Regions from separate parts of the Triticum aestivum genome. Here region 1 is linked to region 2. Evidence: chromatin contacts called from public Hi-C data. All regions are on one chromosome and are shown on one strand. The core of a region is the stretch at or near the end of the contact, and the rest is flanking DNA. Distances in the headings are between cores, read along the strand shown. Region 1 has its middle 69 kb from the start of LOC123071355. Region 2 holds the start of LOC123071353 (protein SOSEKI 4).

Region 1 (5,778 bases), core at 495-2,994, 760 kb after region 2:
CATGCAATCCTCCTTACACTGTACAATAGTATAAAGGGTGGGATATTGTATGGCTAGAGATGTCTCCCCTAACCACGTATCCTCCCAAAATCTTGTTGTCGTTCCATTACAAACCAAGAATTTTCCCCTACGAAAGAACAAATCTTTCATTCCCATAAGCCCTTTCCAGAAAGGTGAATCATTAGGTCTCACGGTCACTTGGGCAAGAGTTTTAGATTGCAAGTATTTGTTGAGTAGGATCTGTGCCCACATACCCTCCATCTCTACTGATAACGTATACAACCATTTACTCATGAGGCATTTATTTTTAATTACCAGGTTCTCAATACCGAGGCCTCCCTGGTCATTAGGTTGGCAGATGATATCCCATCTCGCCAGGCGATATTTCCTTTCGGCGTCATCTGACTGCCAAAAAATTGAGACTGGAAAAAGTCTAATTTCTTCCGTACCCCTTTGGGTACTTCGAAGAAAGATAACCGAAACATCGGCATACTAGTTAATACTGAATTAAGAAGCACTAACCGACCTCCATACAACATTAGCTTGCCCTTCCAGCAGCTAAGCTTTTTCTCAATTTGGTCTTCTATGCATTTCCATTCTTTATTCGAAAGTTTGCGATGATGAATCGGTATGCCCAAGTAACTGAATGGCTTAGAACCTAATTCACATCCGAACAATTGTTTATATGTGTCTTGTTCCTCTTTAGCCCTACCAAAGCAGAACAATTCGCTCTTGTGAAATTAATTTTTAGTCCCGACAATTGTTCAAAGAGACATGACACTAGTTTCATATTCCGAGCCTTTGCAATGTCATGCTCCATGAAAAGAATAGTGTCATCGGCATATTGTATGGATACTCCCCCATCGACTAGATGTGGGACAAGTCCACCAACTAGGCCGTTCTCTTTGGCCCTACCGATCAGAACGGTCAACATATCAGCCACTATATTAAACAAGAGAGGAGACATCGAATCCCCCTGTCTCAAGCCCTTATGAGTCTGAAAATAATGTCCAATATCATCATTAACCTTTATTCTGACACTACCTCTTTGGACAAGAGAATCCGCTGGTTCCGCCATGTCTCATTAAAACCCTTCATACGCATTGTCTGCTGAAGGAAAGGCCACTTAACTTTATCGTATGCCTTCTTGAAATCCACTTTGAAGATAACCCCGCCTAGTTTCTTCAAATGGATTTCATGTAGAGTTTCATGGAGGACAACAACCCCTTCTAGGATATGCCTTCCCGGCATAAAAGCCATCTGACTCGATTGTACAATCGAATGAGCGATTTGTGTCAGTATATTAGTACCCACTTTCGTGAATATTTTGAAACTCACATTCAGAAGACAAATCGTCCTGAATTGCTTGATGTGGACCGCTTCTTCTTTCTTTGGCAAAAGCATAATCAAACCAAAGTTAAGATGAAACAGTTCCAGGTGACCACTAAAGAAATCATGAAACATAGGCATAAGATCATCCTTAATAATAGGGATAATTGATATTGTGCCCTTAGTTGCGTCCCACTCGACTGATTTGCCCCTAATTTTGAAAAACTCATGGTCCTGTCTAAGTGTGTTTGGTCCTCCTATGTTTTAGCCCTTCCGTCCCAATTCCTTCCGGTCAAAGCCAGTTGACTATTAGGGAGACAACTTTTTGGACCATTTTTCCCTTGCCGCTTGGAACTTCCCAGCCAACCACCACCACCGCGACCCGCATGGCCCATATTTGGCCCTCCTGGCCCGGTTGTGTCATCGCAGTCGAGCGGCCACATGCCCGCTCCCGCGAGCGCCAGCCTCCTGGAGCTCCTGTAAGCCCCAACCACCTCGCCGCTCCGGCAAGTCGACGGCGAACAGATGAGTTCGCCTCCATCGCCGGATTATCCGCCCCGCTTCGGCCACGTCCAGATCCCCGCAGTTCCTCATCGTTCCCGTCGCCGGAGCACCTGCACCTCGCCTATCTGCCTCACAGCCACGCCGGAGCGCTGCGTCGCGCGACGTCGCCAAGGTCGTCATCCAGCTAGGTGGCCGAGGTAGGTGCCCGGAGGCCCGAGCCTCCCGCGGCTGAATCCGCCGGAGCCACCAAGACAAGGTGGATCCAGGGATGGCGACGCAGATCTTGGGGCATGAAGGCAGGGGCTCGGCAGCGCGATGGAGGGGAGGCCGGACCGGCGCGGGGCATGGAGGCTTCGACTAGACTGGATCCGGCCAGGATGGAGGTCGGGTAGGGACAGGCGACCGGTGGCGAGGCTCAGGGTGCCATGGCCGGGATGGAGGTCGGGGAGGAGTTGGGGGAGGAAGAAGATAGGAAGGTGGGTGGGGGTGTGGGTCCCATGAGGAAGAGAGAGGGAAGGCTTTTTTCTATTGTATTTAATTGGGTCCCACATGTAAGTGTAACTTTTTTCTTTGATTTTTAACTAAACTTGTAAGGAAGGGAAAAAATGGTCCAAAAAATGGTCTCCCAAATAGTCAACTGCCTTTGACCGGACGGAATTGGGATTGAAGGGCAAAAACATAAGAGGACCAAACGCACTTGGGCAGGACCACGGGTTTTTTCAAAATTAAGGGCAAATCAGTCGAGTGGGACGCAACTAAGGGCACAATATCAATTATCCCTTAATAATATGCTAACATTTCCTGTAAAACGCTGCAGGGAAGCCGTCTGGTCCCGGTGCTTTATTTGGTTTCATTTGAGAAATTGCATCGAAAACCTCTTTCTCAGTGAACGGTGCAGACAAAATCTCATTTTCATCCGCTCGTAGCTGAGGGATATCTCCCAATACAAACTCATCTAGGGAGACCTTATTCTCAACCGGCGGCCTGAAAAGTTGTTTGTAATAGTTGGAGATATTTGACTTGAGGTTCTCATGACCCACCACGGTCCCCTCGTCCTGTTAAAGCTGGATGATTATCTTCTTCATATGTTTATCGTTCGCGATCATGTGAAAAAATTGTGTATTGTCATTCCCTTGGGCAACCTTGAGAACCTTAGCACCCAAGGCCCATTTTAGTTCTTCTTCTCTAAGAAGAGCACGTAGGCTTTGGTCAGTTTCGGACTTTGTGGCCTGTTCCACCTCAAGATGGCAATAGGGCCCCGAAACTCACGTCCCGCGGGTTTTTACTCTATTAGGGGACGGGGATGGGCGTCTTTTTAACCCCATGGGGCTACTTCTGAGTAAAATATAAAACCCGATACGTTTCGCGGGTTTAAAACCGTTTGAGCAATACCCGAACCCGAAACTCGCCATCCCCGTCAAAATACTATAGTAAGCCTAATTAGACATCTTGTTGAACCATGTATGGCTGAATAATGGTTTGTTGCTGAAATATACTTATGTAGTGGTTGTTATTGCTCTTTGTAGTTGTTGTTATTGCTCTTTTTGCTCAAGTTATGCCCCTGAAATATGCTCCTTGTAACTGTTGTTATTGCACTTTTTGCTAAAGTTATGCTGCTGAAATATGCTCCTTGTAGCTGATGAACCATGTATGTGCTGAAATTTTCGTAAGTTATGTTGCTGAAATATGTTGTTTTTGCTGTTGAATTGCTACTATGTTTGCTTAAATATGTCGATTTTCCCGTGGGTTTAAAAAACCCGATAGGTCTAGGGGACGGACAAAAAACAAGCCCCGCGCACGGTGACGGGGACGGGGACGGGTTTGTAATTTTCTCGCGGGGATGGGTTTGGGAAGGCAAAACCCAATTGGTTTCATCCCCGTTGCCATCTTGAGTGCCACCACATCGAGTAGGTTCAATTATGCTTTTAGGTCCAAAGCCTCAATCAGTTGGGTGAGTCTTTCTTTTTCTTGTTTGTAAATTTCACTTTCGTTTCTCGCCCAACCCCGTAAAAATTGTTGTAGATGCCTAATCTTGTTTTGCCATCTCTCTAAACTAGATCGTCCACTAACAGGCTTCGCCCATTCTAGCACAACCATACTAGACAACTGCACAATTCTAGCACAAGAACCACCGAATATCAATTTTCTTGCAGGAAAACGAGAGCTTTATTAAGTGGTCAATATAGTTATTACAATCGATTGCGAATAATAGATAACTCCAGCACGCAAGGAGCCCTATTCGTGCAACATATCACAAAATAAGACACCTTGAAGAGCACACGGTGCTGAGCTCAACAAAACGAATCATCCGCTTTTTTTCAGCCTGCTAAGTCTCCTCCTGACAGAGCCATACGTAATTTCATAACACAATGAACTTTGTCTTGGCTGATAGTTTCTCCCCGATGGAATCTAAGCCAAGGCGACGGGTAGCAGAGAGAGCAGCTACTTTGGCCTGATCAATGTGTGCAGCATGGCGCCTTACGGGGTCTACTGTCAAAACCTCCAGAGCAGGGGCATTTTCCACAATGTGTACCATAACTTCTACCTGACTCTTTGTACCTATGAAATTACGAGAGAAAAGTCCACATTTCAACCCCAAACTTACCACTAAGTTTAATTTACAACCCTGAACTTCAAAACCGGTCGGGATACACCCTCAACTTATCATGAAGTTCAGAACACAACCTTTGGTCTTGGTTTTCCGTTGGTCAAACGGTTTTGACCACAGTCAATGCTGACTGGGCATGCCGACTCAGCAGCCAATGCCAACTCAGCCTAGGGATCGTTTTTGGTGTCTCACTCGCCTGACCCCGACTCCTGCTCCTCCTCTGATACAGCAGTAACCGCCCCCGCTGCACCTGACTACGGCCACTGCCGGCACTGCTGCATCGGCGACCCCGTCAAGTACGTCTCCTCGGCAAGGTGCGCATCCGGCTCTCGACGCTCCAGACCGGACGCATCCACACGCACTGGTACGCGCCGCCCATGGCTATTTTATATAGGTCGATCGAGTTTCTCTGGAATGCACTTGGTTCGCTAGGCATGACGCCAATTTTCCACGCGCGCATGACCCAGCAGAGCAAGCGATCGAGCAAGACGTACGTGCAGATCTGCTTTCCTGGCATGATATGGATCCGATCATGAGCGTGCGCAAGAGTCAAAGATTCAGATAGCATGCAAAGTGGCAGCATCTGTACCGTACATACGCTCATATCCCTCCATGCCGGCGACATCAAGAATTCAAGATGGGGGAGCTCCATCTCGCCATGCGTTTCTCGAGCACGTCGACACTGGGCCTGCTCCAGACTTACTCGCAGCCGCACCTGCCGCTGATGCACTACCAGTGTACCACTGCCCGCTCTCCGTGGTGCAGCAGGAGAGGCTGCTGCGGGAGGCACCAGATGGACCTGCCTCTGCGCCGGGAGTGCGAGATGCACGGGCACCGGTGGAGCATGCAGCGCAGCAAGGCTCTACGTCCAGCGTTGGTTGTGGCTGCTCCTCGAGTGGGTTTGCCCGTGCCATATGGGAGGACGTACTCGGGTGGCGGTGGTTTTGCCCATGGAGAGCGCCGACACGCACTGCAGCTCTCCTCCGTTGCATGTGCTAGAGCTGGCGCCGGTGTGCGGCTACAGTCACGGTGCATGCATGTCTGCCATGGTCAATGCACATGAGGTGCTCGACGTAATGTAATGCGCACATAGGTCAGCTCCAGCGAGCCCGCACCGCCACGAGCTCCTACTAGCACGCCCGTACTGTTGAGAGCTCTTGCTAGCTTGACAAGCAGCAGCAATACTAGCAAGCCCGAGCACGCCCATAATGCTGCGAGCTCTCGCTAGCTGGACGAGCAGCAGCAAAGAGAAGCTGCTGGAGGACGGTGCTATTCATGCGCGAGCAGCTGAGAGAAGATGCAGCGTGAGGCCGCTCGAGCTGTGGCTTGCGGGTACG
Region 2 (5,688 bases), core at 1,568-4,067:
CTGCGCCCTGCCATCCACCATCACATATTCAGAATAAATAGTACAGTAAGTCGCAAGCAGTTATCATTTCGCATCGCCGTCTCTCGCACCCTCCATCATCACGACTCTCGTACAGCACAATCCGCGGCGGAGTACTTGGCACAAAGATCGGCTTCTTTGTACAAGAGCGCCGCATGTATGGCTCAAGGGCTCCCTCCCCTGGGCCACACCCCGGTTGAGCCGGAGGAGTTCAATGCCTGACAGAGGCGCTTACTTGAACAGTACTCATTACAAGCTCACGTTGTAGATTGTACCAACTTACTACTCCTGCTTAAAGCAGCAGTAGTAGTCCTAATAATGTATTGATGGCTTCACGTCTTACTCGGTCCCTCGGATTATTACCAGTGCTACTACGTACTTACTACTGCGCAGTGACCGGGTGCTACTACGTACTATGCACTTGTACCGGAGTCACGGGCTCATGTCTCTGAACCAAGTGTAAATCCAAAACTTAATTAAGTTCAGCAATGGCTCGTGTCTCACGCCAAGAACACTTCCAAGATTTGGTGCTGGCTCGCGAGCCAGCACGGGCCCGTGCCAGCCGAGAATTCAAGGCGCGTCCCTGACATTCTGGATCGACCGATCCGTTCTGTTTGTGACTTGTGAGCGATAGCTCCGTGAGACCTATTCCTATTTATGAATGTAACCACCGATCAAGTACCCCGAGTGGAATTTTCGCAGTGCCTTTAACTAACTGCCACTACGGCAGGACGAATCAATGAAACAGTGCCCGACTGACCGCCATTAACGACGGCCAAAAAGCTTTGGAATGACAAGCTGCTGGTAGTCACTAACTAGAACCGAATAGTGGTGGTGCCGGTTTAATTTGTTGGGTGCGTGCTTATCGGCATTGATGGTCGGCAAGGAGTGTGGTGTTATACCTGTCGGCGTTGTAGGAAGACGACCGCCGGAGGACGGCCAGGTCCTGGCACGGGTCGGCGGCCGAGCACTGCGTCTCCACCAGGCTCCCGCTGAAGTACTCCTTGTCCTCGACCACCTTCTGCCGGTAGACGGCCGTCTCGGCTGCCGCGACGGCCGCGTGCGCCGGCGGGCGCGGCGGGCGTGGGCGGTAGTGCACCCCGCGCGGCATCACCGGTGTGGCCAGCCCGCCCTTCACCGACACGGACCCGCACGAGATGAGCTGCATCAGCACGGACGACGCCCGGGCCCTGCTCCCGCCGCCGGGGACGGTCGCCAGGACGCGGCCGTCCGCCTTGATCAGCGCCTCGAGCGTCTCGGGGCTCGTGGACGCCGTCGGCGGCGACGTCTCCTCGCGGCTCAGCTCCTCCTGGGCGCGCCTCTGGTGACCGCGGCTCCGCCCACGGTGCCCGTCCTCGGTCTGCGTCGCCGCGTCCGCTGCCGCCGCGGCGCGGTCCTCGGCCTTGTACACCCTGTACTCGCCGAGCTCACCTGTGCCGCACGCGCCGGCGACGCCCTTCCTCTGGGCGTGCTCCCAGCCTGACGAGGAGGACGTGGTCGTGTCCTGGGAGCCGGAGGAGCAGGACGACGCCGCGGCCGCGTCGAGCAGCGGGAGGTGGATCGCCGGCGGGTGCAGCCGCTCGGTGCCCTTGAGCACGTACTCCCGCCCGCCCACCGGGTGCACGTAGTCGTCATCCGCCAGGTCGTGCCACACGAACCCGTTCCGGTAGCTCCTGCGCAGTGCAACAACACCGCAAATCAGCAAACAATGGCAGAATGCATGACAGAGCGCCAGAGCCTCCATGCCCTTCTTGCGCATCGCCGATGAACTAATCAAAATTTAAGCCGAACTGCAAACCTCTTGGAGGCCCATGAGTACATGCGCGCCATCCCCTTGCCTCGCAGTGCGTCGAGCCGATCGATCACATCTACAGTACATACATACATACAGCAAGCAACAATAGCACATGACGCTCAGTGTAGTGCAGAACGAAACAAGAAAGACGCACGCGCCATGAGCAGACGGTACGCGGCCGGCGTACCTCGGAGGTAGAGGCCGTCGGGGGACGAGAGGGCGACCTCCATGAAGTGCGGGTGCTCGAGCTGCCCGTTCCTGGACAGGTAGTACACGACGGCGACCCTGGCCGGTCCCGGCCTTGGGCGCGGCGGCCTGGGCACCGCCGCCATGTCGGGGCTCCGCTGCCCCTGCTGCTCGCGCCAATGCGTCCTCGGCTGCTGCTCCCCTCGCGCCCTGCCACCCCCACCGCCAGCGCCACCCCCCGCCACCACCACCGCCATCTATATATCTCCAAGCTCGAGGCTCTATCGCCGTGCTTGGATAATGGATATGCTGCAATCTCGTATCCGGGGACGCTATAACAAGCAGCAGGCGGGGCACGTACGTACGTGGTCAGCAGAGCACAGCAGCGGCGGCAGCTAGCGCTTAAAGCTCCCGAGCGCGACACAAGGGAAGGTGCAAAAGGAGGCCGCAGCGACGCAGTGATCAGGCATTCAAACCCCCCGCAGGACCATCGAGCAGCTGTAAGCTTTGGCCTCTGGCTAGCGGCGCAGAAGCTGCAGAGCGGTTTGGTGCAGCAGCAGCAGCAGTGAGAGTGAGGTTAAGGTGACGGTGACCGGGTTGGATTGAGCAAGGAGGGGACGAAAGCATGGGTCTGGTTGTTTGTTTCTCCTCAGGGTCAACAATGACCAGAGGAGGGGAGGGGTCTTGTTTCCACTTTGTATGGAGGATTGTCCTGTTGGCGGTACCGGGGGTTAATTAGTGGCACTGTTGACTAATGCAGTGGGGATTTGCGGTTCGGAGGTGACTTTGAGGGCGGGTGTTAATGTGGGGAAGGGGACTGGTTTCTGGAGCGTGGCGAAATGGCAGCTGCTTTGGCGCTGCAAACCGGTTGTTTTAAGCGCAAGGGTTTGACTATCGAGGCCCGGCACCGCACGTATGGGCACGGCGACACCGGCCATGCTCGGCGGGCCCCAAGTGTCAGTCAGTCGGTGGAAGCACGCTGTGCAAAGCGTAGTGTAAGGCTTGATTATAGATTAGCGTCACTTCATGTCTGATGGTGCCCCCCGACAACGGATTAATAAGCTGGGCATGTGCGCGTGAAGCCGGCCTTGGAGCACGGGTGTACTATGATGGTATGACTGTACACTACAGTTGCCGTTGATGATGCTACTGGTAAAATCTGATTTGTTTGTTGAACGCAAAACAATAAAACTTTCTGATTTGTTTTTTTGGCAAATTGCTAGTAAAAATATTTGGAAGCATTTGCGTGCGTGGGAAGGCTGCGATCCCTGTCCTGTCCTCCCTCCCGAGTCTCGCTGCCTGCGTTCCACGCGGGAGAAGCGGACGAGTATACTAATCCGAGCCATGTGAGAGGGGCCCTGGCCATCGGGCATCCTTAAACAATGAGATCTCTTAGACTAGCCACTGTGGGAGTAACTTCGGTAATAATATCGAGTCCAACTCAGCAAATTTGTTTATGTGGCAACGAGTTAATGATGAGAGATATAGTACTAGTAACTTAGCTAATTACTGTAACATCACATGTCCCAATGCAACATGAGTCTATAACCTAATAAATGAAGCTTTGCATGTTATCACACTCATGTTATTACCCACTATTGAGGTAGTAATATAGTCTAGGGATATGTGTATGTTACTAGTGTATGTTACTCTCCATTGTGGCTAGTCTTAAACAATCCCATGGCCCGATATGAGTGGGTGCATCATTCTAAAGCCGGTTGTAATGGGGAGTATCATATACTAGTATCATGCATATGATACTAGTGTATGATACTACCTCCCTAATGCATAGTACTCCCTCCATTCCCTTATACAAGGCCACTATGAAAAATAAAATTTGCATCTATATAAGGCCACTAACAGTAATCGAGGCAAAAATTAATGATGTTTCTCGTACTATCAACTTGTTTAATACTTGTATGCATGTAGCCATAATGACATTGTGCTACTTCCTTCCCATGCCTTCTTTGCATGCATGCGGGGGTATTAATGAACCCGGTTAACGAAAAGAATAATTGACTTATAAAGCAGTCATTAAATTTTACATTGGTACATGTAATTTGAGTTTGTAGCCTTGTATAAGGGAATGAAGAGAGTATCATATATTAGTATCATGTAGTACTTTATTTATTGACATGCATAACACAAAGTAGCATATCATTTAATATGATACGGTATCATGATATGATACTACACCTTTTTTTTATTTAATGCTATGACACCTCATCAAAATTGTTTAGTTGGTATGCATGATACTAGTTATGATACTACCATTACGATCAGCCTAACCAGGGCCATTTAGCACTAGGCCCCACTTGCCACGAGTCAGCGGGGCCAGAGGCAACGGTGGTCAGGCAACGTAGTCAGTGGCAGTGGCTGATCTTGGCCATAGTTTAGGAGGACGTTTACGAGGGGGGCAACCGGGCAGGGCCAGCGACTACGAGGTGGCGCGGCGCGGACAGCGAGACTGCACGGCGGGCGAGCGAAGCCGGTGCTTTACCGGAGCCGAGAGAGACGGAGGGAGGGGGCGAGGCTGCGTTTGACTCACGGAGACGGACGGGACGGTGCGGTGCGACGCCGGGCGTCGAGATCCGCGCCGGCAGTCCCACTCGCGTCGCGCGCCGATCGATCCAGCCCTCCGTTTGTTTTCTCCTTTTCACGGCCTGTCGTCCTCTCGCTCTTTATCGCGCCTCGGTAATACAGACGCGTAGTAGTAGTACTGATTACTAGCTGATGTGGTACCTGACACCGATGATCAGACCGACGAATGCCTACTGATTGCTCCGTGACCATGCGCGCCTGCCGCAATCGATCGATTTCTCATTTTAACGCGGTCGGGGCATCGGAATTCGTACGCATTTTCGTGTGCCTTTCTCTTCTTCGTGGCGGGAGCAGAAACACATGAGCGCGCGCCGCGCGGCATGCGATTTGGAGCCCCTTCGACGACGACGTCGGCCCTCCTCCACCTCTCGCCGCACGGGTGCCCGTGAAGGAAACACCGGCGTTTTTGGCGTCGTTTAAGCAACTCCAACGCGGCGACCCAAACATACGCCGATTTTGTTCATATTTTGCCCGTTTGAATCGGCTCAGCGGACATCAACATCCGACGTCCGCTTTCACGTTTGGGTCGGCACATGCACCCAACGTTGACCCGACCCATTTTAACGGCGCAATTTTTTTTAGAATAGAAACATTTTGAAAATAAAAACAAACATTAGATGGTGCCCTGCCTTAAAGCTACCAAAGCCGGCGGCGATGCTATGTGGTTATGGAACTGAAACCATGGCGTTTTTTCAGATGCCTGATAATGTTTGTAGGGAGGATCTCTCACAGCAGGACTCACGGATAACTTTGGTTTCAATTTCTGGTGGTTCACTTTCTGCCAATACTGTGGAGGTGGAGGTGGCTATGATTGCTCAGGTTTAGCATGAGTGGAATTGGGAGGCGGTGCCACATGGTGTGGATGCATTTCTGATGTCGTTTCCTAGTGAGGAGGTTTTGCAGAGGGTGACCGGTTTTGCAGTTTTCCTCAAGTCTCACAATGTCACCATCGAGTTCAAGCCTTGGAAGTCAGACGAGATACCACATCGTTTCGAGCTTATTCCTATTTGGGTACATGTGCACGGTGTGCCTCACGCTCTTCGTCATTTCTTGGGTCTTTGGGCGGTCGGCTCGGTTATTGGAGCTAC

Evidence for each region. A called contact is a pair of places that touch in the nucleus more often than the background predicts.
Region 1: a Hi-C map of leaf shows a contact between it and region 2, with 6 times the contacts expected there. The contact joins the enhancer-like site here to the promoter of LOC123071353 in region 2. A contact is called at or near these places in 3 of 5 Hi-C or Micro-C datasets (leaf and root) and 1 of 1 datasets of contacts at active chromatin or transcription factors (leaf).

What each region holds. Positions count from the first base shown.
Region 1 is chr3B:628,551,572-628,557,349 of IWGSC CS RefSeq v2.1, forward strand. No RefSeq gene overlaps it. Among protein-coding and RNA genes, the nearest start is that of LOC123071355, 69 kb to the right of the region's middle. Within about 2 kb of position 1,745, at least 8 of the 8 cell types and tissues checked have an H3K27ac peak or open chromatin away from gene starts, as enhancers often do. A contact at or near this core is called in leaf and root, where this site is marked.
Region 2 is chr3B:627,793,813-627,799,500 of IWGSC CS RefSeq v2.1, forward strand. LOC123071353 (protein SOSEKI 4) reads right to left here and starts at 2,818. Exons shown (of 4, transcript XM_044494894.1): 1 at 2,001-2,818; 2 at 1,817-1,886; 3 at 921-1,691; 4 at 1-7. The coding sequence starts at 2,256.